Regions from separate parts of the Ovis aries genome. Here region 2 is linked to region 1. Evidence: chromatin contacts called from public Hi-C data. All regions are on one chromosome and are shown on one strand. Each heading gives the region's core, a stretch centred on a gene start, on an enhancer-like site or on the middle of the called end of the contact. The rest is flanking DNA. Distances are from core to core; before and after follow the strand shown. Region 1 overlaps ASRGL1 (asparaginase and isoaspartyl peptidase 1). Region 2 holds the start of SLC3A2 (solute carrier family 3 member 2).

Region 1 (6,889 bases), core at 3,585-6,084:
TGTGCCCCGAAGGGAGAAGGGACTTTGTCCACTTGTGTGTCCGAGCACTTAGAATGTTGCCTCCAGTATAGTTCACTATAGAATCAGGGTGGTGGGTTTGTGGTTGTTAGTGTATAATTTCCTTCAACTTTTGTACTTTTCAAGATTTATAATAAAACGTTAGAGTATATGGCTAATTCATGTGGATGTATGGCAGAAACCAATACAATATTGTAAAGCAATTATCCTCCAATTAAAAATAAATATAAATTTAAAAAAAGAAATGTGAGAGTAAAACTGGCTTATTTCATCTTCATAGCAAACCCCATGACACAGGCGGAGTGAGGTGTGTGGACAGTTAGTATCAGTGTCACCTGGGCGGTTGTCCCATCTCATACCTGCAAACTCAGGGCCTCTGGACTGGGATGGGGAGCTGAGGATCCAAAGGGTGCTGGTGTCTAAGTAGTGCTCAATTAATTGTGTCCCCATTTTATAGGTGGGGAAAATGAGACTCGGTCACCAAGCTAGAAAGTGATGGTGCCAGGACTGCACGGACCCTTTAAAGTTGAGGTCTAAAGGTGCGTCCAGCAGTCTGACTGGTGTGTGGAATGTAAACCAAACAGGCTTTCTTCGCTGTCACCATGAGTGGGGGATGCTGGAATCAAAGCATGTCGCGTGTGCCATTAACACAGAAGTGTATTAAGCCTTGTTGTCACCTGTGGGAGTGTCTCACGTCCAGCCTGTTACTCTCTGTTTTTTGGCAGCAACTTGGGGACTGTGGGTGCTGTTGCCGTGGACTGCCAAGGAAACCTGGCTTACGCAACCTCCACGGGAGGCATCGTCAACAAGATGCCGGGCCGCGTCGGGGACACACCATGTATAGGTGAGCTGGACGGGTGACCCCTGCCCCTGCCTTCCCCTGTCGTCTTGTCCACATTCTCCGGTCTCTGTCCCCCGCCCCATTTCTTTCTTCCTTCATCTCTTCCTCTTCCTGTGGCAGCTGTAGAATTTCTGGGGGTGGCCTGAGTTGGGGACGGTTGTCCAGGGACGTGGAGAAGATGGCCTGTCCAGCAGGTACCTGATTCCTAGATGCTGTGTTTTGGGAATAACTTTGGAGACAGGGTGCTGAAGTCACCCCAGCACCCCCGCTGCCTCTTTCTTCCCTGTAACCCGCTTCACAATCTGCAGACTTACTTATGCCCAAAGGGTTATGTACGTGAAACCTCTTCCCAGGAATGGGCTCAAATGAGCAGACTAGGAAAGCTGACAGTTTGCGTCTGCGGTTATCAGACTGGAGTGGCGTAAGAGCAGCACAGCACCACTCAGTATGACAGGGACTTCCCTGGTGGCCTGGGGGTAAGGCTACCCACGCCCAGTGCAGGGGGCACAGGTTTGATCCCTGGTCAGGGAGGATTCTGTATGCTGCACAGCCAAAAAAAAAGATATTACACATCGAAGTGTTCTTTGCATTAACCCTGGAGCACTTTATCTAATTCCCAGGAGTGTGTGTGTTTGGGAGAGGGTGCATGGAGGGTGTGTATATGTTTCATCCTGTGAGGGCTGCCCCAGGGCAAAGGGGGAGCTGCCCTGGCACAGCTGCTCCAGGAAAGGTCAGGCCCGCCTCCCCGAGGCTCCCCCTGCCCCGATTTCAGGGTATTCGCATGGTGGTCCCTGGAGCACCTTGGCATGACGCCCTGGCTCTCTTGGGATTTAATTTTCGTGTAGCTTTAGACCTGTAATATGTGTTTGACTTTCCTGACTGTTGCTGCCCAGTTAGAACCAATCCCCTTCCTTGAGCAGGATCTGGAGGTTACGCTGACAATGACATCGGCGCCGTCTCGACGACGGGGCACGGTGAGAGCATCCTGAAGGTGAATCTGGCCAGACTCGCGCTCTTCCACGTTGAACAGGGTATGTGGAACCGGGAAGCTGCTTATAAATAGAGGGAGAGGGATGGGAAACCCTTGCTTTGCTTTCAGGTTGGTTGAGTCCCTATCTGTTAGGGTGCAGAAAGAAGAGAATTTCGAATACCATTCGCCTTCCGCCTCCAGGGGGCAGAAGAGAGACTCAGCCTGGGTTCCTCCCAGTGGAGCGGAGGGGCCTTGTAGAGAGAATTAAGGGTCCTTGTTTGAGACATTAAGTAGTAATCGCTTACCAATAATCTTTGTTAACACGCTTTGCTTTTTCCATACTGTAAATAATTTCCCCATCAGATTCCTTTCAGTAACTTTTGCTGTTCTCAACCTCTCATTGTTTTTTCAGGAAAATCACTAGAAGAAGCTGCCAACGCATCATTGGGTCATATGAAGTCAAAGGTCAAAGGCGTAGGTGGTATCATCATGGTCAACAAAACAGGAGAGTGGGCGGTGAAGTGGACCTCCACATCCATGCCCTGGGGAGCTGCAAAGGACGGCAAGCTGCACTCGGGAATTGACTTCGGCGACACGAGCATCATCAACCTGTCCTAAGCCCCCAGAAGCTGTATTCTAGAAGCTAGCTTGGAGGCGACGTGCAGTCTCCTGGTGTGGAGACCTAGCTTCATCAATTAGATCTAGAAATGGAAAAATGCTGCAGTCTGTCACTCGTTTTGTTGCCTTGATAAGTGTCTGGTTGGGGGCGGATTCCAAAGTGTACGAGAAATGCCCATGTTAAGGTAAAAATAAGACCAGTGAAGATGGCAAACTCCACGGAGCCCTCCTCATGAATAGTCCCTGTTGTCTGAGGCTAGAAAGAGGAAACAGCAAGATCTTTACAGAAAGGGCCTCGATGCAGGGACCGGCTTCTGGAGTTGGGGGACCTACAGCAGTGACAGAGGCTGTAGGTTCAAGGGTGCGGGGGGTTCGGAGGAGAGGGCTCTGGGGCAGGATCCAGTGCAGGGCGAGGCGGGCAGGAAGGAGCCAGTGGAAGCGGTGAAGGGGAGACAGCCGCAGAGTTAATGGAAGGCTGAATGTCGCAGAGCTCATTCGGAGCCAGAAGAACATTAGGCAAAAGAAACAGAAAAACTGGTTTTGTTAAGAAAGTGCAGATCTCTGACTTACCAATACAGACGTGTTTCCAGATGCTGTAAAAGGACCCTCTGCTGACCCCTGGCTCTCAGCTGCAGCTGAGAAGAGTCGTCATGGGCACCCTGGAGCCCCTCCCAAGATTAAGAGCTTTCTCGGGCTCACTCCTGAGCCTGCTCACCTTGTTTCCCCGCCCCCAGCCAGCTTCCACCTCCCAGACCCTGGTTCTTCACAGTGAACCGTGGGGCTATTGACCTCTCTGCCTCTCCTACAACAGGAAGAGCCAGTCAGTGTCCAGATGACCCCGACTTAACAGCGTCCGTGACTGTCCAGTGCTGCGGGTTCCCCCAGCTGAACTGGGTGTCCACTGTGGTCAGCATGGTAGAGAAAGGCATTTCCTTGGTGGAGAGTATTCCTATTAGCCTCTTTACACTGGAGACAGTATTTTTGCTATGACATATCTGCTCATTTTTTTATAACCTGTCAGGGCTTGCTTTCTCTCTGAAAAGAAATTGCTTCACTTTAAATTCCATATGCCACTAATAAAATGCGTTTTGAAAGAATAACAGTGTGGTCAGGAGTCACTGTTGACGAAGACCAGAATGTATATGACCTCCCTTGGTCTGTCAGTTCAGACAGGTGAACTTGTTAGACCTCTCAGCCTAAGGGTGGTGTGTGGATGTGATAAGACCACCTGCCTTGAGGAGATTATTTGAGAGTTTCCAGAAGAATGGAGTTTTGAGGGGATGGGCTGAGGAAGAGGCCCCGCCACCGCTGCAGTAATCAGCAGGGCTTACGGATCCGTCTTCTTGCCAGTTGCCGACCTTCAAGCCAGATGGTCTCACAGGCCAAGCCCCTGTCCCCTGACCTTCCCGGCACCCGTGTCCTCTGCTCTGAGCCTGAGAGAGAGAGAGATGGAGGCCGGCCGAGTTTGAATCTTGCTTCTCCCCACAACCTGGGTGACCCTGGGCAGGATAACTTCTGAGAATATGGTCATCTATAAAGTAGGTCACTCTGATGATTAAATGAAAATAGAGGCCAGCTGCTCAGTGTTTTATCTCCAGAGCCTCTAGACAAACAGAACGTGTGGCCAGGCCCCAGGGGAAGTCCATGTGGTTGTGTCCTTTAAGCCTCAGAGGCAACCTCCGCCCTTTAGAGATGGCACTCTGTCAACAGGCATGTTCACTCACTGGGGCTGCCAGCATCCAAACACTGCAGGCGAAGGCTCACGACAGACATTCCAGAGGCGGGAAGGCCCAGGTCCAGGCATCAGCAGGGTGGCTCCTCCAGAGGCCCTGTCCTTGGCCTTATCTCTTCCTCGTCCAAGGACACCAGTCAGGTGGGTCAGGGCCACCTAACGGCCTGCTTTCCACCTCTTCACAGACCCTGTCTCCAAAACCCTGAGTGGCAGGGCTTCAGCACAAGGATTCTGAGCGTCCCGGTTCAGCCCCAACAGGAGGCAGAGCAGGACCATTCAGGAGCTGGGAAGGGAGAGACTTCTGCAGAAGAAACCATCACTGAGTAGAGAAGGAAGGAGCAGGGAGCGAGGCCTGGTTTCACACATCTCGTTTCTGTTCACAAGGGACGCGGCTCTGGTCACAGGTTTCCCTAGGGCCTCAGGTCTGGCCGCCCAGTGAGGGAAGGGTCCCCCAGCTCCTCTGTGGCGGCCAAGGTGTGTGATGTTGGCCTCAGACCTCACTTCTGCAAACAGTCACTGGACTAGTCAGAATCTTGTATGCAGAGACCAGGGGGGAGGTCTCCTGGCCCACAGGCTGCCCAGCGGCAGCTCCCCAACTGTCCCAACACATGGGGGCTGGAGGCCACGTCTGGGGGAATGCCAGCCCCGGATCCCTTCTCTGCCACAAGAGGGCAGCAAACCACACGGTCCACAGTCTTCAGCCCTAAAGGAAGATAACTCACCTCCACTCAGCAAAACAATATACTCAGAAATTTTGGGACCAAAAGAGGTTTTCCTGTTCCTGACCTTCATCTAAATACTACAGTTTGTTTTAGAGCACAGTTGTGGGGGAAAAAATTGGTAGCAAATGCCCCACAAAATCAAAATCAGCCACGTCTCTGTCTTTTAAATCACTGAAGCCTGCTCTGCACCGACCGCCACAGCCCAGGGGTGAGCTCGGCCAGGCAGCCACTTCCAGCCAGGAAGAGGCTCACACATTTGGCCCAAATGTGGGGACCCAGAGCCCAGTGGGCACGGGTGTCTGCCGGGTGCGGCTCGGCCCACCTGCTGATCTGGACAAACAGTCCCAGGAAGGAAGGGCCGTAACCTTGTAGTTGTTGGACAATAAGTTTCTCCCTGCCCCCAAATAATGTCCTTTTTAGACATGTTCCTCTCTTGCAGGAGAAATTACAGACTCTGAGGGCAAAAGGAGGAGGGAATGGTTTCCCTACTCATCAGAAGTGGAAGTGTGGGGAAGCCCGGGGGGACACTGTGTGCCCCACCGCACCTCCGCTTTCAGCCGCCCACACCCGGGAATCAGGGAGTGTGCCCGAAGAGTGGCTCCTCCTGGGCAGTGTAGGAGAGACCCAGGAAGGAATGGGGCTGGGCAGAAGGGCAGAGGCAGAGCCAGGTCCAGGAATGGGGCTGGGAGGGGGCCAGGCCGGTGGTGGGTGTGGGTGCCCAGGGGTGGCTCCATCCAGAGCACAGGTGCCATTAGATGGGCAGACCACCCGTCCACTCACCTGTCCCGCACACAAGACCTGGAGCAGCTGAGCCACAGCCTTGTGAGAGGCGAGCTTGCCAGGGGAGGCCCAGGATGATACGGCCTTTCTGAAGGATGAAATAAGGCCCAGAGAAATGGGTTTTCCAGGGCACTCATTGCATTCCAGTTAAACTGTGGTTTATCTCGGCCTCCCTAGTCCCAAACCCTCTATCTCTGAGTGATGGTCTTATCACGTCATGCATGGTACCCAGTCTGGCATCACTAGTGGTGCCCAGACATACCTGGGACAGTCCCACAAGTGCTGCCGGTGACTAGCGGGAAAGGATAGCACACTTAGCAACTTTATCCTTCAAATCCTGCTTTTTGATTTCCTCAACCCACTATTAAAATACAGTTGGATTTTCATACAAAGAGAAGTTTGGGACCGCCCTGGCCTGGGTTGGTTGAGGAGGCCAGGCTGAGATTTATTATTATTTTTTTTAATCACTCACTAATCACTCGTCATCTCAGAGTCAAGTCTGTTTTTTGCTCTGCAATAATTAGCTCTATCTGGACCTTGTGCCAAACTCAGGGCTTCCCAGATGGCGCTAGTGGTAAAGAAACTGCCTGCCAATGCAGGAGACATAAGCAATGTAGGTTCAATTCCGGGGTCAGGAACATCCCCTGGGGGAGGAAATGGCAACCCACCGCAGTATTCTTGCCTGGGAAATCCCATGGACAGCGGAGCCTGGTGGGCTACAGTGCATAGGGTCACAAAGAGTTGGACACAACTGAAGCAGCTCAGCACGGGTCAAACTCAGGTGGAGTTTGCGTTCTAAGCTGTGGCTGGGAGCAAAGGAGCAGAGAGGTTAGTTCTTCCTGTCCCATAGGACCATGGTTCCATCCATGACTCAAGCTGCTCTCTTGCAGAGGAGCAATTTTTAGCAAATGTTTTTTAGTTAAAAACAACCTTTTAATATAACAAAAGAGGTGTATGTTCATCGTAGCAGTTGAAGACAATGACCAAAAAAACTTAAGTGAGAAAACACAGAGCCACAAAAATAAGAAAAAATAAGGGGGAAAAGATTTTTAGCACCCAATCGATATCACTATTAACACCTACGGTACGTATTCATTATTATTTTGTCCAAAATGAGATCACACCATATATGCCTTTTTAAACTTTTTTTCAGTTAACAATCCAGCTTTCCAGGTCAGGCAAGTTTCACCTGTTGTAACACTTAGTCG
Region 2 (7,105 bases), core at 757-3,256, 390 kb after region 1:
TTCTAACTAGGGTTAATGGATAACCCAAGCCAAGCAAATGCTGTTCATTTGCTGTACCTCAGACAATTCCTCATGGAATGAAATTTCATCCTTTCTCCCAGTTCGCCCCAGTGGGTTCACCATTACTGGCTCTGGGGCTAGAACAGGGGTAAGACAGGACGCCTGCTTTCTTCATTGGCACTGGAGTTAAGCAACAACAAGCAAGGTTACAAGTACTCACCTCTGGACTCTTTGTAGGAGTCATCCTGAGCAGATGAAGAGGCATCTAGGAAATCAATAAAGATAAAATAAAAGATCAAGAAACAGCATTATCAGAAACAAGAGAAATCCCTCTATTTCCCACAATACTGAGAGAAGTAACTTACTGTAAGACAGATGACTCTATTAATGCTGTGACAATCTACAAAAGGGGAGAAAATGGTTACTCCAAAATACTAAGACGAAATAAAATTTCTTCATTAACAGAAACTGCCATCAGAACTCTAACATGCTATTAACTGTGGTACCTCACAGAGGATCAGCATTATCAATTCAAATCATCTGACAGTGAGTGATGTGTGGGTGAGGGAAGAGCACACCCTCACAAAACTATGCTGCTTGCTGGGCTGCCGACTCCCTCCCCAGGAAAATCATTCCAAGAGGAACAAGTTGGAAGGAGCAAAAACACTGCTCCACTGACCATTTGCTCTCGGGGTTGTTGAAACCACCACAGACCACAAACTTCCCATTTGAAAACTTACCTGCATTCACTCTGGGAGGCAGTTGAATTCCTCAAGACTGGTGAGGAGATGCTGGAAACAGAAAAATGAGCCATTATTTTTTAGTACTCGAGAACTACCATTAAAAGACCCTGGAGCATTCCAGGCCCACTTCTCAGTAGTAAGATGACATCATTTTTGAGTTCAGGCATATGCTTGTCATTTTACATTCATCATGGAGTGGCCAGTGCAATTTCAACCAGCAAGTCCCATCCCGACATTGTGCTTCTACCCCCCCATCTGCATAAAGCATCGGGTACCCACCTGCAGCATCACCACACTTGATCCACAGAGGGTTAAGTCTTGTCTCATCCTCCAATCTGTAAGCTCCTTTGAATTAAACCACATCTGGGAGAAAAAAACAATACCCTTTCTTACTTTTATATCTCGTAGTTTGACTGTCCCACGTTAGTGCCTTAACGCAGGGCTAAAAGCCCAAACGTCTGCTACGGATGGTGCTACTCAGAGTTTTTGTTTTCTCCACTAATCCATCAGAAAGAGAGAGTTCAATTTTTGAAATCATCCCCGTAGCACATCCCGTCGGACTCCCGCATATTCAGCAAGGAAGAAAAAAAGGACAGTAAAGGGAGGCCAGGAGCACTTACTCCAATGAGACCGGTTTGAGATCCTTCAGCGTTTGGCGCGCGTCCGAACCCTGCAAACAAATGATATTGGGTCAGCACTGTCTGGTAAACGCTTTGTTTCCCGGAGCTAAGACTGCGTTGCCATGCAAGGCCGGCCTCCTCAGAGTTTCTTATCCTCACAGAGTTCAGTACAGGTCTGTGAAAAGGGTCTCATCACAGAGAGGCCTGTCGGCACGGCCGGCCATCGCCATCTTGTCCTTCACAAAGCCCCCGTCCCTTCAAGGCCTCAACACTAAGGTCACGTTTTCTCTCCTCCCCCACGAACCCAATAGGTACCACAAAGAGAGGCCAAGGCCCGGACACGTTTGCACGGGCGTTTTCCTCGTAAACCTCAACAAACCAAATCACTTACCAAGAGCTGTGGATAAATGAGACTGAGAGGCTACCGCGAGACACATAAATACTATCTCGCAAAGGCCCACGGGATTTGGGGGCGGGACTACGGCGGGCGCAAGCGCAGAGGGAAATGGGTGGATTGTGGGTAGAGATTTCTAGAGGAAGTACGAGAGGCTGTGCGCCTCCTGAAGCGGTGGCGCGAAAAAGGTGCGCATGCGTCTTAGGGTGTGCGCAGGCGCGACTAATGTGGTGCCGTGGGTTCTTTACTGCGACTTCTTTTGGCGCCCAGGCGGCGAGTTACCTGCTTCGCGCAGATCCTGGACTGACGCTCCGTGTCGGTCACAGCTGACTGACCCACACCCTTCCCTGAGCATTCCCTTGCTTGCACACACTCTAGATCCGCGTGCAGAGTCCTAATCCATGGACCACGAGCCTCATGAACCCTCCGCTGGCGTCATCTCGGTTCCAAGCCAGCCGCCCAGCGAGCCTTCTGGGCCTGGTCCTCAGGGGCTTGGTCCTCAGGGGCCCAGCGCGGGGGGCGACTCAGGTATTACTGGGCCCCGGGCCGATCTCGAGTGGAGGGCTCTTGCATGGAACCGTTTTGGGAAAGTGAATCAGGTTGTAGGTGCTCTTGAAATATTATAACAGTTTTAGGATATTTTCTGTAACCGGCCACCTTTGTCTTACTGTCTGGTCCGATTTTGCTCGGAGCTTGTAGTGGGGCTAGCGTTAGCCGACATTTAAAACGCCGTTTTAAGGACATTGTGTGTGTGTGTGTGTGTGTGTGTGCGCTCAGTCGTGTTTGACTGCGATCCCATGGACTGTAGCCGGCCAGGCTCCTCTGTCCATGGAATTTTCCAGGCAAGAATACTGGAGGCCATTTCCTACTCCAGGGGCTCCTCCCTACTCCAAGAGATCTTCCCAACCCTGGGATCGAACTCGCATCTCCTTCCTCTTCTGCCTTGGCAGGAGTCGTCTACCAACTTCGCCACCTGGGAAGCCCCTTAATGCAGATTACCTGGAGGGAATCTAGGTGTAAAAAGCTTTTGCAGAGCCGCGTACAACTCCCGCCTGACAGGCAGGGTGGTTCCAGTCATCTATACCCTTGTTACTGAGGACAACCAGTTGTAGTTTAATCATTTGTAATGCATACCTAGGGTACATGACCGTTTTAAAAATGTACTATATGTACATTTTATAACCATTTATTAAGCTCTTACTGTGTGGTCTCCTGGATGATCTCATTTACTACTGCAACCCTAGGAGGAGGCCATAAGGTAATGTTAGGGATGAGGAGCCTGAGATCTGGAGGGGTTAATTAACTTGCTCAGAGTTACCCAGCTAAGAAATATCAGCCCAGGTGCAAATCAGCCCAGGCAGTCTTGATGACAGAACCTGCACTTTTGATCACTATCACTTCTCTGGGTATTTAGGGGGCAAACAAGTACACAGGAAACAAATGGCATGATCCTTGGATACTGTTTCTCAATTTTTTTTCTTGTTGTCTTCCTCTCTCCAGGAGCCTTTAAAACTAAAAAGCATTTCCCCCTCTAACTTAATATAACTGTGTAGGGCTTCCCTTGTAGTTCAGTCCGTAAAGAATCTGCCTGCAGTGCAGGAGACCCGGGTTCGATCCCTGAGTTGGGAAGATCCCCTGGAGAAGGAAATGGCAACCCACTCCAATATCCTTGCCTGGAAAATCTCATGGACACAGGAGCCTGGTGGGCTGTAGTCCATGGGGTCGCGAAGAGTTGGGCATGACTGAGCAACTAACACATATAACTGTGTATTTGCTTATATACTGCGGCCCTTTAGAGGGCCAGAAAGCTTCTGTGTAATATCTAGGATTTTCTGCCCTCTTCCTGCTCCAAAAGAACCAATTTTCACTACTTTGGTGGCAGTGTTGTCCCCATGCATGTCCCAGCGAAACAAAAGTGACAAAACAAATACCAAAAGAATCCCAATTTGAAAAATGTTATTATAGCTAGACTAAATTCATGTATTCAACAATGTTAGATGCTTGTCCAAGTGGGTGATTGAAAAGTTGTAACAAAATGTATAGAAAATGAAACAGATAAGGAAAATTCAGAAGGTCCAGAGTAGGCAAGGAGGTTGTTTGTGGGCATGGTATTTGGAGAATGTTTGTGGGCCTTAAAGGGTAGATAAGCAGATCCAGGAAGGAAATTCAAATTAGAGAAATAATCTGAGTGACAAGATTGGAGCTGGAAAAGTGTATAAATATAGTTCATGAAAGATGGGTTGAAGGGGAATCATAGAATATAAAGTTGGAAAAGATTTCCTAGGGAAGGCCAAATGAGAAGGGCTTGAAATACAAAGCTAAATAATTTGAACTATAGGTAGAATAACCTATAAACCAGGACTTAACTTGGTGGTCCCGTTAAGACTGGTTATGACTCTGCCTCCACTGCATGGAGCATGGATTTGATTCCTGCTTGGGAAGCTAAGATCCCGCACACTACACAGAGCAAGGTGGGGAAAAAGGGGTAAGTTGAGACAGGACATTAATTAGATTGTCACAGTAATTTAGGCAACAGATAAGTGGATTCAAGCATGATGAAAGGGAAATAGGAATGATTTATAATACATCAGAAGTCCTCAACTCACACCTGCAGGAATGTAAGTAATGCAGGTAAGCCATAGGAGCCTGATAGGGATCTTGATATGCTTGTCTTTGCTCCTGCTGAGTGTGCCTTGCCAGAATATTGTCTGAAAAATTTGATCAGGAGAATCCAGAAAACCAAAATTGTTGATTAATTTGCTCCTTAAAAATGTTGGCATGTTACTTAAAATTTTTAAGCATTTTCTCTGAGCCAATCAGAATATGCCTGTATACCCAAGGTGGCCCATGAGTGAGTTTGCATCAACTTCTGTAGTAATAGAGAATCCACTTTAGAAAGAGGGAATGTTAAAGATTGGATATTTTTTTTGGAAGTTGTTAACAGGTTGAGTGACTTAAACATCAAAACGGAAAAAAAAAGCCAGTATTCTTGGCAGTTGGAGATCATGGCCATGACCTTCACTTAATGTTTATTTTACCAATACTATTTATCTGTTGAGCATCTACTGGGTACCGGAGATACAACAAGGAACAAAGCAGCCAGTCCCCTTATGCTCCCTTGGAGCTTATATTCTGGAAGAAAACACAGAAACAGACGAATAATACGTCAAGTGGAGTTAAATGCTGTGGTGAAAATTCGACTTTGCTGGTGATACAATGGTTAAGACTCTGAGCTTTCACCACAGGGGGCACGGTTTTGATCCCTGGTCGATCCATGCAGGATGGCCACACACAAAACTGAATGAAATGTGTGTGTGTGCATGTGTAAATATATTTGCAAAAATATATATATATATATATATATTTGCAAAAGTGGTACAAAAAGGTTAGACTGTTACATAAAGGGAAATGAGAAAAATGAGATGAAAGAATTGGTGGAGGTGTTTTAATGTTAACCTGTATGAAGTGCTTTCTACGGCACTTTCCTGGCACTGTACTGAATGCTTTGCACATGTTACCTCAATTTGAAAAATAGTTTTTGTGGTTACCATCCTCATTTTACAAATAAGAAAACTGAATTTTATATCAAGTTACTTACTCAAGGACACATAACTAGTGTGGCAGAGCTGTTATTCAAATCTAGTCTCTACTTTTGACCCTGTTAAAAATGATCCAAAACTTGGAAATAGGCAAAAGTTATTACCAGGTGTCCTTTTGATAAAGGTAAAGCAGGCCTACCTAACTTGGGGATTACCTGGTTTTCCAGTGGGGCGTGTGCCTTCGTTTGATGTCCTTTTTATTGTTGCTCTAGGTATTTTGTAATTTGATAAGATTGCCTTCTAAGACGGAGAAGGAAATGGCAACCCACTCCAGTATTCTTGCCTGGAGAATCCCAGGGACAGGGGAGCCTGGTGGGCTGCCGTCTATGGGATCGCACAGAGTCGGACATAACTGAAGCAACTTAGCAGCAGCAGCAGCCTTCTAAGACATTGGCTGGTTTTGTATCTATCTATTAGAAGGCAAATTCATATCATTCTTATCTGGACTTTAAGCTGATGATCCTCCTTTCCCAGCATTCTCTTTTGAACCAGTTTTAAATTTTATGTATTCCCTTGTTAACTAATAGGTTGAATAAAATCTTTGATGTGTTTATATAATTATGAGTCATATTTTCAGTTTTTAAGATTATACTTTAACAACTCCTGGGGTACATTGCCTTTTGTTGGCCCATTTATTTATTCATTCAGAAAATATTTGTTGAGAGTCAGGATTTAAACTCAAGAAGTCTGACTCTGGAAGGAGCTTTAGACAATATGCCAGTGGAAGTCTAATACCATGCCACCCTCTGGCTAACATCTTATCTTGCTCTTTCCAGCAAATGTCTTTTACTTTAAAGATCTGTCTATACCTGCATCACCTGGATGTCTGTTAGAAATACTGAATCTCAGATCTTTCCACAGATCAAATGCGCTTGCATTTATTCAAGATCCCCAGGTGGTCTGTATGCACACTAAAGTTTAAGAGCACTGGATTTATACAATACTGCTCACTTCTTTCTCAGGACACTCTTCTCTCATCCTACTTGATCTCTCAATAGCACCTTTTTATCCTGTTCACCCAGTTCCTTTTTTTAAAATCTGGTTTTTCTATGCCATCACAGAAACACATGGTAACACCCTTTGACCTACCATGTCCAGTGACCCCATTTCCTGTTTCTTAAAACACTGTTTCCACAGTGCTTGGGACGCTGCCCTCTTCTAGTGTTCCTCTTATGTTTTTGCTATTAATAACTTCTTCATGATCCTTTGAGGTATATCTTCTGTCCCATTGTTCAAACATTAATGTTCCTCCAGTTACATGTTGTTCAGCCACTAAGTTGTGTCCGACCCTTTGGGACCCCATGGACTGCAGCATGCCAGGCTTCTCTGTCCTCCACTATTCTCCTGGAGTTTGCTCAGATTCATGTCCATTGACTCAGTGATGCTAACCATCTTATCCTCTGTCATCCCCTTCTCCTTTTGCCTTCAATGTTTCCTAGCGGCAGGGTCTTTTCTGGTGAGTTGGCTCTTTGTATCACATGGCCAAAGTATTGGAGCTTCAGCAACAGTCCTTCCAATGACTATTCAAGGTTGATTTCATTTAGGATTGACTGGTTTGATCTCCTTGCAGGCCAAGGGACTTGAAGAGTCTTCTCCAGCATCACAATTGGAAAGTGTAAGTTCTTTGGTGCTCAGCTTTCTTTATGGTCCAATTCTCACATCCTTCCATGGCTACTGGAAAAACCATAGCTTTGATTATATGGACCTCTTTTGGCTTCTTAATATGCTTTTTTAATATGCTGTCTAGGT

The links. Hi-C and Micro-C count contacts between places; a contact is called where the count stands out from the background.
Region 2: a contact with region 1 is called in a Hi-C map of muscle, with 4 times the contacts expected there. The contact joins the promoter of SLC3A2 here to the enhancer-like site in region 1. A contact is called at or near these places in 3 of 16 Hi-C or Micro-C datasets (mesenteric adipose tissue, muscle and tail adipose tissue).

The regions. Positions count from the first base shown.
Region 1 is chr21:37,305,212-37,312,100 of ARS-UI_Ramb_v3.0, forward strand. It overlaps ASRGL1 (asparaginase and isoaspartyl peptidase 1), which reads left to right. Exons shown (of 7, transcript XM_004019598.6): 5 at 744-862; 6 at 1,780-1,890; 7 at 2,242-3,547. The coding sequence ends at 2,447. Among named protein-coding and RNA genes, the nearest start is that of ASRGL1, 23 kb to the left of the region's middle. Within about 2 kb of position 4,835, at least 17 of the 54 cell types and tissues checked have an H3K27ac peak or open chromatin away from gene starts, as enhancers often do. A contact at or near this core is called in muscle, where this site is marked.
Region 2 is chr21:37,694,104-37,701,208 of ARS-UI_Ramb_v3.0, forward strand. SLC3A2 (solute carrier family 3 member 2) reads left to right here and starts at 2,007. Exons shown (of 10, transcript XM_060404045.1): 1 at 2,007-6,971. LOC114110053 (a long non-coding RNA gene) reads right to left here and starts at 1,814. Exons shown (of 12, transcript XR_006057536.1): 1 at 1,755-1,814; 2 at 1,364-1,413; 3 at 1,023-1,106; 4 at 741-791; 5 at 366-400; 6 at 221-265. It overlaps LOC114110199 (small nucleolar RNA SNORD27), which reads right to left and starts at 940; the gene lies at 869-940. It overlaps LOC114110200 (small nucleolar RNA SNORD26), which reads right to left and starts at 1,289; the gene lies at 1,216-1,289. It also overlaps LOC114110194, LOC114110205 and LOC114110198.